Linked DNA regions of Mus musculus: all the other regions are linked to region 3. Evidence: chromatin contacts called from public Hi-C and HiCAR-type data. All regions are on one chromosome and are shown on one strand. The core of a region is the stretch at or near the end of the contact, and the rest is flanking DNA. Distances in the headings are between cores, read along the strand shown. Region 1 overlaps Limch1 (LIM and calponin homology domains 1). Region 2 overlaps Limch1 (LIM and calponin homology domains 1). Region 3 overlaps Limch1 (LIM and calponin homology domains 1).

Region 1 (2,983 bases), core at 317-2,816, 140 kb before region 3:
TCGACAGAGAGTTTGAGGAAGTCTAGAAACTCTTTTACTGCCAGAGGAGATGAGGTAGAAAAGAAACGTACTCTGGATGATGGGATGCCATACCTCCAACAGGAAGAAGAGTGTCTATGGGAAGAACTGTGGATGGACATGTTGGGCTCAAACATGGGGGGCAAGGCATGGAATCAGAGTGGGTGCAGCGAGGTAGGGAGACTGAGCTCTGCAGGACCCCGGGAGCCACACAAAGATTTGGAAGTTTGACCTCCAGAGCAGAAGTGAGACTATTGATGAAGTCATCAGGATAGAGTGTATTGATGAATACAAAGATCTTTTTTTTTTTTTTAAAGCCAAGATATCTCTGTTGTGAATGACAGACCACACGGCTATACTCTCAGGGTCCTCTGTGGAGAAGGGTTATAATTTCAGTTTGGGCAGGTCAAGCTTGAAATATAGATACACCACCCAAGGGGGAGAACTGTGGGCCTTTAGGGATTGAGGACTGGGAGCTTAGGAGGGTGACAGGAGAGCCTTGATTAGATATCGTGGGTAAGCTTTGAGACTTGGCAGGGTCTGAGAGGAAGCCACACCCAGAGAGAGGAGCAGAACACATCTCAGTTTGGGGGAGTTTCTCCCTTGTTCCCGGGAGAGGAGAGAGATGCGGACAAAAGAGCTATCAGAGAGCTGAGAGGAAACCAGGAATGTGTGATGCCATGGAAACCTAGGTTGCTAAGGAGACTCTTAGGAAGCTAAAGCAGCCTCCTGTGTTCCCAAGAACCTGTGCAAATCAGGCTGAGGTAGCCATGCCCCAGTAGCAGAGGAGATAGATGACAGAGGCCTTTGCTAATGAGTGACATCAAATAATCACGTTCCCACCTGGCCGGGTTAGGTTTGCCTCTTGTGTTTCATCTTCTCAGTGGGCTACTGTGAAAGAGCTTAAGTAATACGAACAACACATGCAAGGCTTTCCCGAGCCCCTGAGAAGGAAGCGGGGTTACTGTGACCTGATGGTTTGTGAATGGACTGACCCTACAGTTATAAACCAAGATGGCACTCACAGTGGATGGGTAGTAGATGAGACACCGACACAAGTGGCATTTGGGACTGCCCCCTGAGAACTGGGATGCATGCTCATCCTAGCCGTTGGCCACTGGTTTCATACTGTTGCTTTGGGAATAGCATTGCTTTGTTTGAGCTCTAGACCTAACTCTAACTAAGTATACACAATGACCTGAGCAGGTAAACAGCCTGGACTTCCCATCTCCTCTGTCCAGCTGGCCACGTGGACGGATGATGGTGGTGCTCACTGTATCTTTAGACTTTGTCTGAAGCTTTTTCACCAACCCAGATTCTCAGTCAAATCTTAGCACACTTGGTCCCCTCCACTGTTACTCGCGCTGCTCTTAGCAGGCTGGTAAGAACTTGATAGGCCTTCTGTGTAGGTTTCCTTCTTGCTTCACTGCCAAATCACAGTTGGCCCCACTGACTTGGCCTGTCTCCAGCTTTTGGGCATCAAGACTCATTAAGCCTTCGAGTTCAAGTGAGGACAGTTTGAGCTGCTCTCGCCCCTCCCCCCTAAGGTCGCTAGTGAAAAACTGCTTTTTGTTTGAAGATTGGCCTCGCTTAGGTGGGGACTAAAGCAAAGACCGAGTATCCCAGTGGCCTTCTGTGCAGAAAAAAAAAATCCCACACACGGAAACCATGCCAGGCCAGTGCACAGGACTCTCGCAATGAGTAGAATGGACCCCTGGTTCTCCAGAAATCAATAGCCTCTTGGCACAGTCGATCCTTTCAAGCCGTTCTCTCAGCATCGATTACAAAGTCTTCTTGGGGAACTCTTTGGAGCCTGCCAGCATCTTGCCTTTGAAACGTGCTTGCCCTCATCCATCTTTGTAACATTTTTCTCCTTGTAAAGCCATGGGCTCCTTGTCCCATCTGCTCTTGTCCTTGTTGAGACCTTGAGATAACACAGATCTTGGGTCTTGGAGCTGCTCTTGATGCTGCTCACAACTGTGTTTGACATTTATTTTAGGATAATTATCATTCAATAACTATTTCCAGTATGGCGTGGTTTTTCCCACCTTGCAAATCCCATGTCTTGATAGATGCAAGTCTTCTATTGACTTAAAAAAGCTTAATCTCTTGACTTCTGGAGAGATTTCATATACATGGATTGACTTAGAATCAGGCAGGAAACTGCGGTGTGGCAGGAGGCTGGTCTGCTGCTTTGCCTCCTGGGGGAGCCCCATGCTCACTTAGGCTTTGCTGCCATTTAGGGGGCTTTAGTAGCTCCCAAATTGAAGTTCTGTAATAATTTGATCTTTTGATGGCCTCTCATGGGCTGTCAAGCTGGGTGGGCTGGTTTCCCACGACGAAGTGTGGAAATGTCCTGTCTCCACCATTTTTTCCTCTCAGTGTTTTCTTTGGTTACCCACAGGAGAGGGTCCTTTCTTAAATAGCCTACCCAGGGTCTGCCTTATGAATTATTTCTTTTTAAGGTGAACTGTAAAAGTAGACTTCCTTCTTTTTACTAGAGCAAACAAAGAGCAAAGGAGATGGAAAAAAATTGAGGCCGGTGGGTGTGGTTAGCCCTGGTGCCCACTTTTCCTTGAGCTCCTGTAGATTGCTCTGGAAGGCTAACTTTATGGTGGAAAGAGCCTGCTTACCTCATCCCAGGCGGGAAGGGAAACTTGAATTCTTCCGTCCTCATCCCTCCTTCAGGATATGGTTGCGTTTCCACTGACAGGTGTCCCTGAATGTCTGATTGCTAGGTTTCCACAGAGTGTGCCAGTGCTGTCCCTGTGCACTGGCCCCAGAATATGAGCTGTGGTCCCTGCTGTTGGCTCTATGTCTTCCTGTCCACACTTGCTTCACTTCCTTCCAGCCTCTGGAGTGCTCTCCTTTCTGGCCAGTTTCATCTCTCTAAGTCCTAAACACACAACCACACTGGGCACCCTTCTGTCCACTAACTACCTGATTGCTACATCCTGTATTCAGT
Region 2 (3,252 bases), core at 593-3,092, 250 kb before region 3:
CAATATTAGAAAATAACACTTTTTTCTTCAATTCTGGCCATTTCCAGTGCTCTTGTTTTGGCCTCCATGTTGGCCATGAACCTGGATGTTCCTGCGTATATGCGGGCCTGATGGACCCTAACCGAGATCTGATGTAATACAACACTGACCTTCCCCCTGCTGGTTTAGAGTTTTGAGTTGTATGATAGAGGTATCTGCAACTTAATTTCTTATTTGAGTTTCTATTGCATCCTATGCATATTTAGTAAGATTTCCCTTGAACTTGTGTGTGTGTGTGTGAGAGAGAGAGAGAGAGTCTGAGCCTGTTGGCATTTTTATGGTTGCACAAGAAAAGTTCCACAGGAATTGGCTTTAGAGAAATAGCAAGCCTCCTAGCTTGTCAGGCAGGAGAGTGGTTGACGCAGGCTAGGCTGACTCAGCTGTATCAGCCACACTGGAGAGGACCTGGATTCTCCCAGCTGTTCCACAGGGCTGTGCTTTAGTGGCTTCGTGTTCTAGCTTTCTATAATGGCATTTGCCTACCCTGCTCCAGCCCAAGAGGTCTAGTGAGTTCTGTCTTCACATTCTCCTTACATGCCTCAGGTAGAGAAAGGGGTCATAGCCCTTATTCATGATGTCCAGGGAAGGGGAGTTGATGAGCCCGGGTCAATCAGACTCTAGCCTGGCCTATCCCTCTCAAAGGGCTTGGCTGCTATGCAACAAAGAAGCAGAGAGTCCCTTAAAGGAAAATCTGGGACCTTGTGGTGGAAGAATGCAAGGAGTGGCCGAGGAAGAGGCCAAGAAGACATATCATGAGCATTTTGAGGCAAATGCAACCGTGGGCTCTGAGACAGCACAGTCAGTAAAGTGCTCACTGTGCAAGATGGGGACCTGAGTTTGACTTCCTGGACCTAAGAAAAAAGCCAGGCTCTGAGGTGTTTGTAATCCCAAGGCCAAAGAGGTGGAGACAGAAGGATCTCTGCAGTTCCCAACTAGCCCCACTTATTTAAGGCAAGCTCCATGGTGTTCAGAGACCTGACCTCAAGAAACAAGTTGGATGACATCAGAAGTTATCCTCTGGGTTCCACACATATGCACACTTATGTGCCTATGCATCGTCGTGTGCAGGTACACACACAACATATGCATACAGACACGCACACACACACACACACACACACACAATAATAATGCTATAATATATAGGAACATATCTCGTGGGTGGTAAGAAAGGAAGAAAATACAACACAAAAACCTGTGACTACTTCCTTAAAGAGAGCATAGGGTTATGATCCTAGGGTGATTTTTAAAAAGCCATCAGTACATTGTCTTATTCCTTTCTGGACAGGGTCCCACTATGCAGTTCAAGCCAGCCTGGAACCTGCAGTGTTCCTACATCAGCCCAAGTAATCCAAGTCCTGAGATTACAGGTGTGTGCCTCAAAGCCTGGCGTTATTTCTGTTTTGTGAGACTTAAAAAGTAATGTCTGTTTTGGAGGCAGCATCAATGTTGGGTTTGCAATCCCCCAACCCAAATACACCACATTGGTTTCACTAGTTATAAAAAGTAGATACAATGTAGCACATTGATTTTTAAAGTGTTGATTAAGAAGACAAATAATTTCCTCTTTTCCTCTTAGTATTTATGAGGATATACTTCATGCTGAATTATAAGATGGCTGTTTTTTTAGAGCCAATTCCAATGGCTGGTGTCTGTTTCTCCTGTCTAACTCACGTTCCCCAGAAACCTAGGAAGAGCAGAAGTGTTCAGTCACTCCTCACTGGACCCTGGGATCCAGAGCATGCCAGCTCTGCCCAAGTACTTCCCAGGCATGCAACCTGCTAAAAGTGGACACAGCGGCTGTCGCCCACTGATCCTCTGCGTTGAGTGACCCAGATTGGCAGAGCGCAGCTGGGGCCCGACGCAGAGAGAGTCCGGGAAAGAGAAGGGTAAAAATAAAACTGGACTTGCAGCTTAGCTGGAGTCGGAATCTGCTGACACTCCCTGGGTATTTGGCCCTTGATTAGAATTCTCTTTTGATTTGCGGGAAAATAGCGGTGATGATTAGAAATTATGATTTTCTAGGTTTCTTAGAATTACAGAATAGCTTTATCCATCACGTTTGAGTGATCAAGCATGGGCTGGGGTAGAGTCGTGAAAGGTGAATAGTTCCCCTTCCTGAGTTTCTTTTTTTTAAAATTTTTAATATTTTTTATTATGTATTTTCCTCAATTACATTTCCAATGCTATCTGAGTTTCTTATTTATCCTCCTGACATTAAGTCTGTTTTCTCCATAGCGTTTCTCTTTTGGTTGTTAATAGAGTGAAGTGAGCTTTTCATTATGGCTTTTAAAATAGTTACTTTAGCGATCTTTAAAAAGCAAACAAACCCTGAGTGACAGTATTTAGGTATGCTGTCAGGTTATCCACAAACTGTAATATTTTAGACCCCCACACTCTGACATTTTGACATTTATATTTTTAAAGTGTCTATTTGCTCAGTTTGATGTGCCTGTCATTGAAATGCTGAAAATCAAAGTTTTGATAACTTTGAAGCATCTGAGATTCCTGCCCAGTGGCTGGTGGATTTGATGTACTCGTGTCTCTGTGATCTGTAGATTGAAAATTGAATCTCCAAATAGCCTTTGCTTTGCAACAGTGATTAAAAGGTGTATGGCATATTTATATTTCAAAATTTATGGGAAATGTAGATATTACTTATTTTGAAAGACAAAATAAAATATTCTAGGGATATAATACTTCTGGTAAAAGCTTCTATGTGTTGTTTGTGTGAGTATGCTAATTTGGAATAAGTGGTTTTCAAGTAATTCACTCCAATTGTTATTTATAAAAATTATCAGAGGATGCCTGGTTGCTATGCATTTCCTTTTAGTTGCAGAGATGTGATGGAATTAGATAATGATTATGTGCTGCGTCAGCAGTGTTGGCTTTGTCCAAGCACTAGGTTGGCCTCATTTGGTTCCAGCTATGGGCTGGCTTCAAGTTGGTTTCATGAGTCTATTCTCTTTGGACAGAGGCAACTTGGGAGCTATGTTCTCATTAGGCAAACAGATGACAGGTGCAGCAGAGCCCAGCCAGACACATGCACTGAATGTGGTTAAAGTCTTCCCTTGTATCCCAGCTACTTATATTCCACTGCCAAAGCAAGTGGTGTGGCCAAGCCCCAGTCGGTGGGGCAGGCAAGGACATTCTGCTCCTAGTGGTAGAGGAGGCAGCAGACATTTCTCCAACTAACATATTCTTTCTATTTTT
Region 3 (3,068 bases), core at 150-2,649:
CCACGGTGGTGCTGGCGGTTTCTGTCCGCCGTTGTCAGTCACGCTTGCATTTGGATCTCCTCCCTGCTTGGTGGTCTGAAAATGACCCTCTCCCAAATTACCTCAAGAACTCCATGCAGTAGGCCAAACACGGCCTGAACATGGTTAAGTAAGTGTCTGACTTCAGTTTGTGTATAGAAGTAAGTACTGGAGCACTATTACCTAGACTAATACATGCCAGATAGTTACTGTGAGATTGCACATCTGCCAAGCACTTAGCTTGGTGTCCAGGTGACTTGTAGCCCACAGGAGCCCTTATTTTTTGTATTACCATAATCAAGTACAAGGTAAAATAGTACATTTTCCCCCTAGAAATACAAAATAGGGAGAAATATAAAGATTTGGGGAATTTACATAAGATTATCGAAATTACCATTTTGAGCAGATGTGAATTTTATATGTATGAGATGGATTTTTTTGTCTTCTCCCAGCTGCTGGTGTCCGTCAGTCCAGTTCATTCCCTAAAAGTCAGGCAGCTGTCAACAGCTCTTTCTAGGAGACTCTATCGCTTATTTCTTCCCCTGGCTCTTTCTGTATCTGTTGTGTTCTCCAGTCTTGGCTCTCTTCTACCACCTGGGCTTCCAAGATTCCACTCTCCAGGCACAGAGACCCCCGGTCACTCCATTTCATGAAGACTGACCAAACTTCTCTCACACAGTCACTCATCCCCAATGTCGGAGCCCCCAGTGGTCGATGGCAGTTCTTGTGTGATGAGCCAAGCCCGGCTCTTGGGTACCTCAAGCACTCTGTGAGCTTTTCTCAGACTGAGTGATGAGGTGGGGCTGTTTGTCCCTTGTCTTCAACAAGCTTGTGGCCCTCCTCAAAAAAAAAAAAAAATCAGCAGTTTCCTTCTGTTTTCTGACCCAGGGGAACAATCAGATCTTTCTTGCTCCTTCTGCTTCTCAGTGAGGGCAGGACAAAGGCATCCGGGTAGGCGCTGTTTGCCTCGCAGTTGACACCAACTGCAGATTCCTGTCAAATGTCGACAGGAAAGTGTTTTTCCCCAACCAGAAGTCATCTTAAGGTTGGTAGATTAATGTTCTTGAAATGAAAATCTATTAAATACTAACGTATATCTGTATATAAAAATTGTTTAGCAATTTCAAGATGATATGTGCCAGAGGAGATAAATTGAACACAGCCCATCTTTAGTGGCTTGAAAAGCATCCAGTAGCTAGCATGGTCCAAATGTGTGTGTGGCGGGGAAGGTAATTAAAGCGTAGAGGAATGGATCTGCTGGCTTGCTGCTTCTCCTTCTAGTGGGGACAGATTCTTAAGGCAAAAGGAGAATCACACGCATAGCAATGTGGCACTGGGTCATAGTGCCAGGACACAAATACACTGGTTTTCCAGGCTTGCGTCCAGTTAGTCAAGGCCTGGAGCCAGAAAATCTCTCACCATCCCAGAATAGTCCCAGGAAGGTCCTTGGACATCGCCATTTAAACGATGGAGGTCAAACGATGAGCTGTAGCTTAGGTATTGGGCCGGCTCTCACCCTTCTGCCTTAACGGCTGTCGTCCATCCCTGTGATTGCTTCAGCTACCATCCATCCTGTGATTGCTCTCTGCCAATCTGACAAGGCTGGGGAGCAGCCAGTAGCTAGGTAGATTTTTGTGGCTAAACGGTGTGATTCTGAAGCCAGGAATCTGCCTCCTCCTGCCTCTGGTCTTGGAGCTGAGTCAGGCAGTAAGGCTAGTTTGGATGGAGTTCTTGGTGAAGGGGACGCCAACTCCTGGCTTAGCCTCACGCACACCCTTCCGTGTGCTCATTCATTCCCTTCCAGGACTCTGTTTTTGTTTGTTTTCATCCTTGAAAAACTGTTTCCAGTGGAAGGATGGAAGACCTATCTTCCGAGCTGTAACCAAAGGGACAGAACGCACGAGTCAGAAAGCACATTCGCCAGCAAGGGTGTGTTTTAGGAGCAAACCTCTGATTCTATCTGGGCTGGTTAAGACTGCCAACTTTGAACTCATTTCCTTGGATGTAATGCCATTAATACAGAAATAACAAGCATTCAGGATGGAGAAGCCAGACTTGGGTTCATTAAACCAGCTTTGGGAATTTCCCTTGATTACAGATAGCCTTTGTGTGCTACAGAGCTCAGAAAACTTTATAGAAAAATAGAAGGTGCCTGGTACATTACCACTTTTAAATTCATTTTTTAAAAATAGCCCCTTCTTTCTCTTGGTGCATATAAAGAGTTTTAAGTTGAGTTTCAGCCTTCTTGACACTCTCTCTCTCTCTCTCTCTCTCTCTCTCTCTCTGAACATTTAGCTAGTGGTGGCTTGATTTGGGTGAATAGTATGCATTTAAACTAAGCGTTTGAGCATGGATTGCATAGATGATGCATTTATTTTAGAACGACATTTGTTTTCCACCCTGAATGGCACTCTGAATGGCTGGCTGCCTGGCTGGGGACAGCACGGTCTTGGCTGCTCTGGGGCTGACTGAACTGCCTCCTGCCCTGAAGGATTCCAGGAAGTTCTAACCTTCTGCAGAATAATGAACAGTTGGTCCGGGGCAGAAAGGGAAGAGAAATGGCAGCTTGGATTGTTTCTGCAGTGAACTTGAAAGTCTCAGTACTTAGTTTCTTCTTCTGGGTCAGAAACTCTTAAATCCTGAGAGATCACCAATGGTAAATATGGCTCTCAGGCCACTGATGGCCTGGGTTGAGGATTGAACCAGTTTAGAGTTTCCACCTCTCTGGCCTCCTGGCACTGGGACCCTTGCGAGCCACTTACCTTCAGCCTTTGTGAAGGAACCAGGCTGATACTGTCTAAGATCACCCTGATGGTTAAATGCTACCATCCGTGTCAAGGGCCTCAGCAGCAATGATGCCTGCTAAATGACTAAATATTAATCCTGGTAACCGTAGTACGGCCATTACTGAGCCATGCAGAATACCAGGATGTAAGGTCTTAACCATCATTTCAGGGTGAACTAACTGTATAGAAAATAACTTAGCAATCTGAGAAGTCTCAAAGGTAGATACCTGTTAGCCATGCATAACTAAAATATTACTGAGATGT

Evidence for each region. A called contact is a pair of places that touch in the nucleus more often than the background predicts. HiCAR-type assays count read pairs that join an accessible place to other places.
Region 1: a contact with region 3 is called in a HiCAR-type map of astrocytes, with 8 times the contacts expected there. The contact joins two enhancer-like sites. A contact is called at or near these places in 1 of 15 datasets of contacts at CTCF or cohesin (large pre-B cells), 1 of 484 Hi-C or Micro-C datasets (stem cell-derived neural stem cells), 3 of 115 datasets of contacts at active chromatin or transcription factors (astrocytes, extraembryonic endoderm stem cells and neural progenitor cells) and 1 of 9 other capture datasets (embryonic stem cells).
Region 2: a Hi-C map of myocytes shows a contact between it and region 3, with 1.9 times the contacts expected there. The contact joins two enhancer-like sites. A contact is called at or near these places in 5 of 484 Hi-C or Micro-C datasets (bone marrow-derived macrophages, embryonic stem cells, myocytes and 1 more) and 1 of 115 datasets of contacts at active chromatin or transcription factors (fibro-adipogenic progenitors).

The regions. Positions count from the first base shown.
Region 1 is chr5:66,864,720-66,867,702 of GRCm38.p6, forward strand. The region is part of intron 2 of Limch1 (LIM and calponin homology domains 1); the gene reads left to right. Among named protein-coding and RNA genes, the nearest start is that of Gm52776, 28 kb to the right of the region's middle. Within about 2 kb of position 1,567, at least 41 of the 459 cell types and tissues checked have an H3K27ac peak or open chromatin away from gene starts, as enhancers often do. A contact at or near this core is called in astrocytes and neural progenitor cells, where this site is marked.
Region 2 is chr5:66,759,114-66,762,365 of GRCm38.p6, forward strand. The region is part of intron 1 of Limch1 (LIM and calponin homology domains 1); the gene reads left to right. Among named protein-coding and RNA genes, the nearest start is that of Limch1, 15 kb to the left of the region's middle. Within about 2 kb of position 1,843, at least 17 of the 459 cell types and tissues checked have an H3K27ac peak or open chromatin away from gene starts, as enhancers often do. A contact at or near this core is called in myocytes, where this site is marked.
Region 3 is chr5:67,009,727-67,012,794 of GRCm38.p6, forward strand. The region is part of intron 13 of Limch1 (LIM and calponin homology domains 1); the gene reads left to right. Among named protein-coding and RNA genes, the nearest start is that of Gm33040, 12 kb to the left of the region's middle. Within about 2 kb of position 1,400, at least 49 of the 459 cell types and tissues checked have an H3K27ac peak or open chromatin away from gene starts, as enhancers often do. A contact at or near this core is called in astrocytes, myocytes and neural progenitor cells, where this site is marked.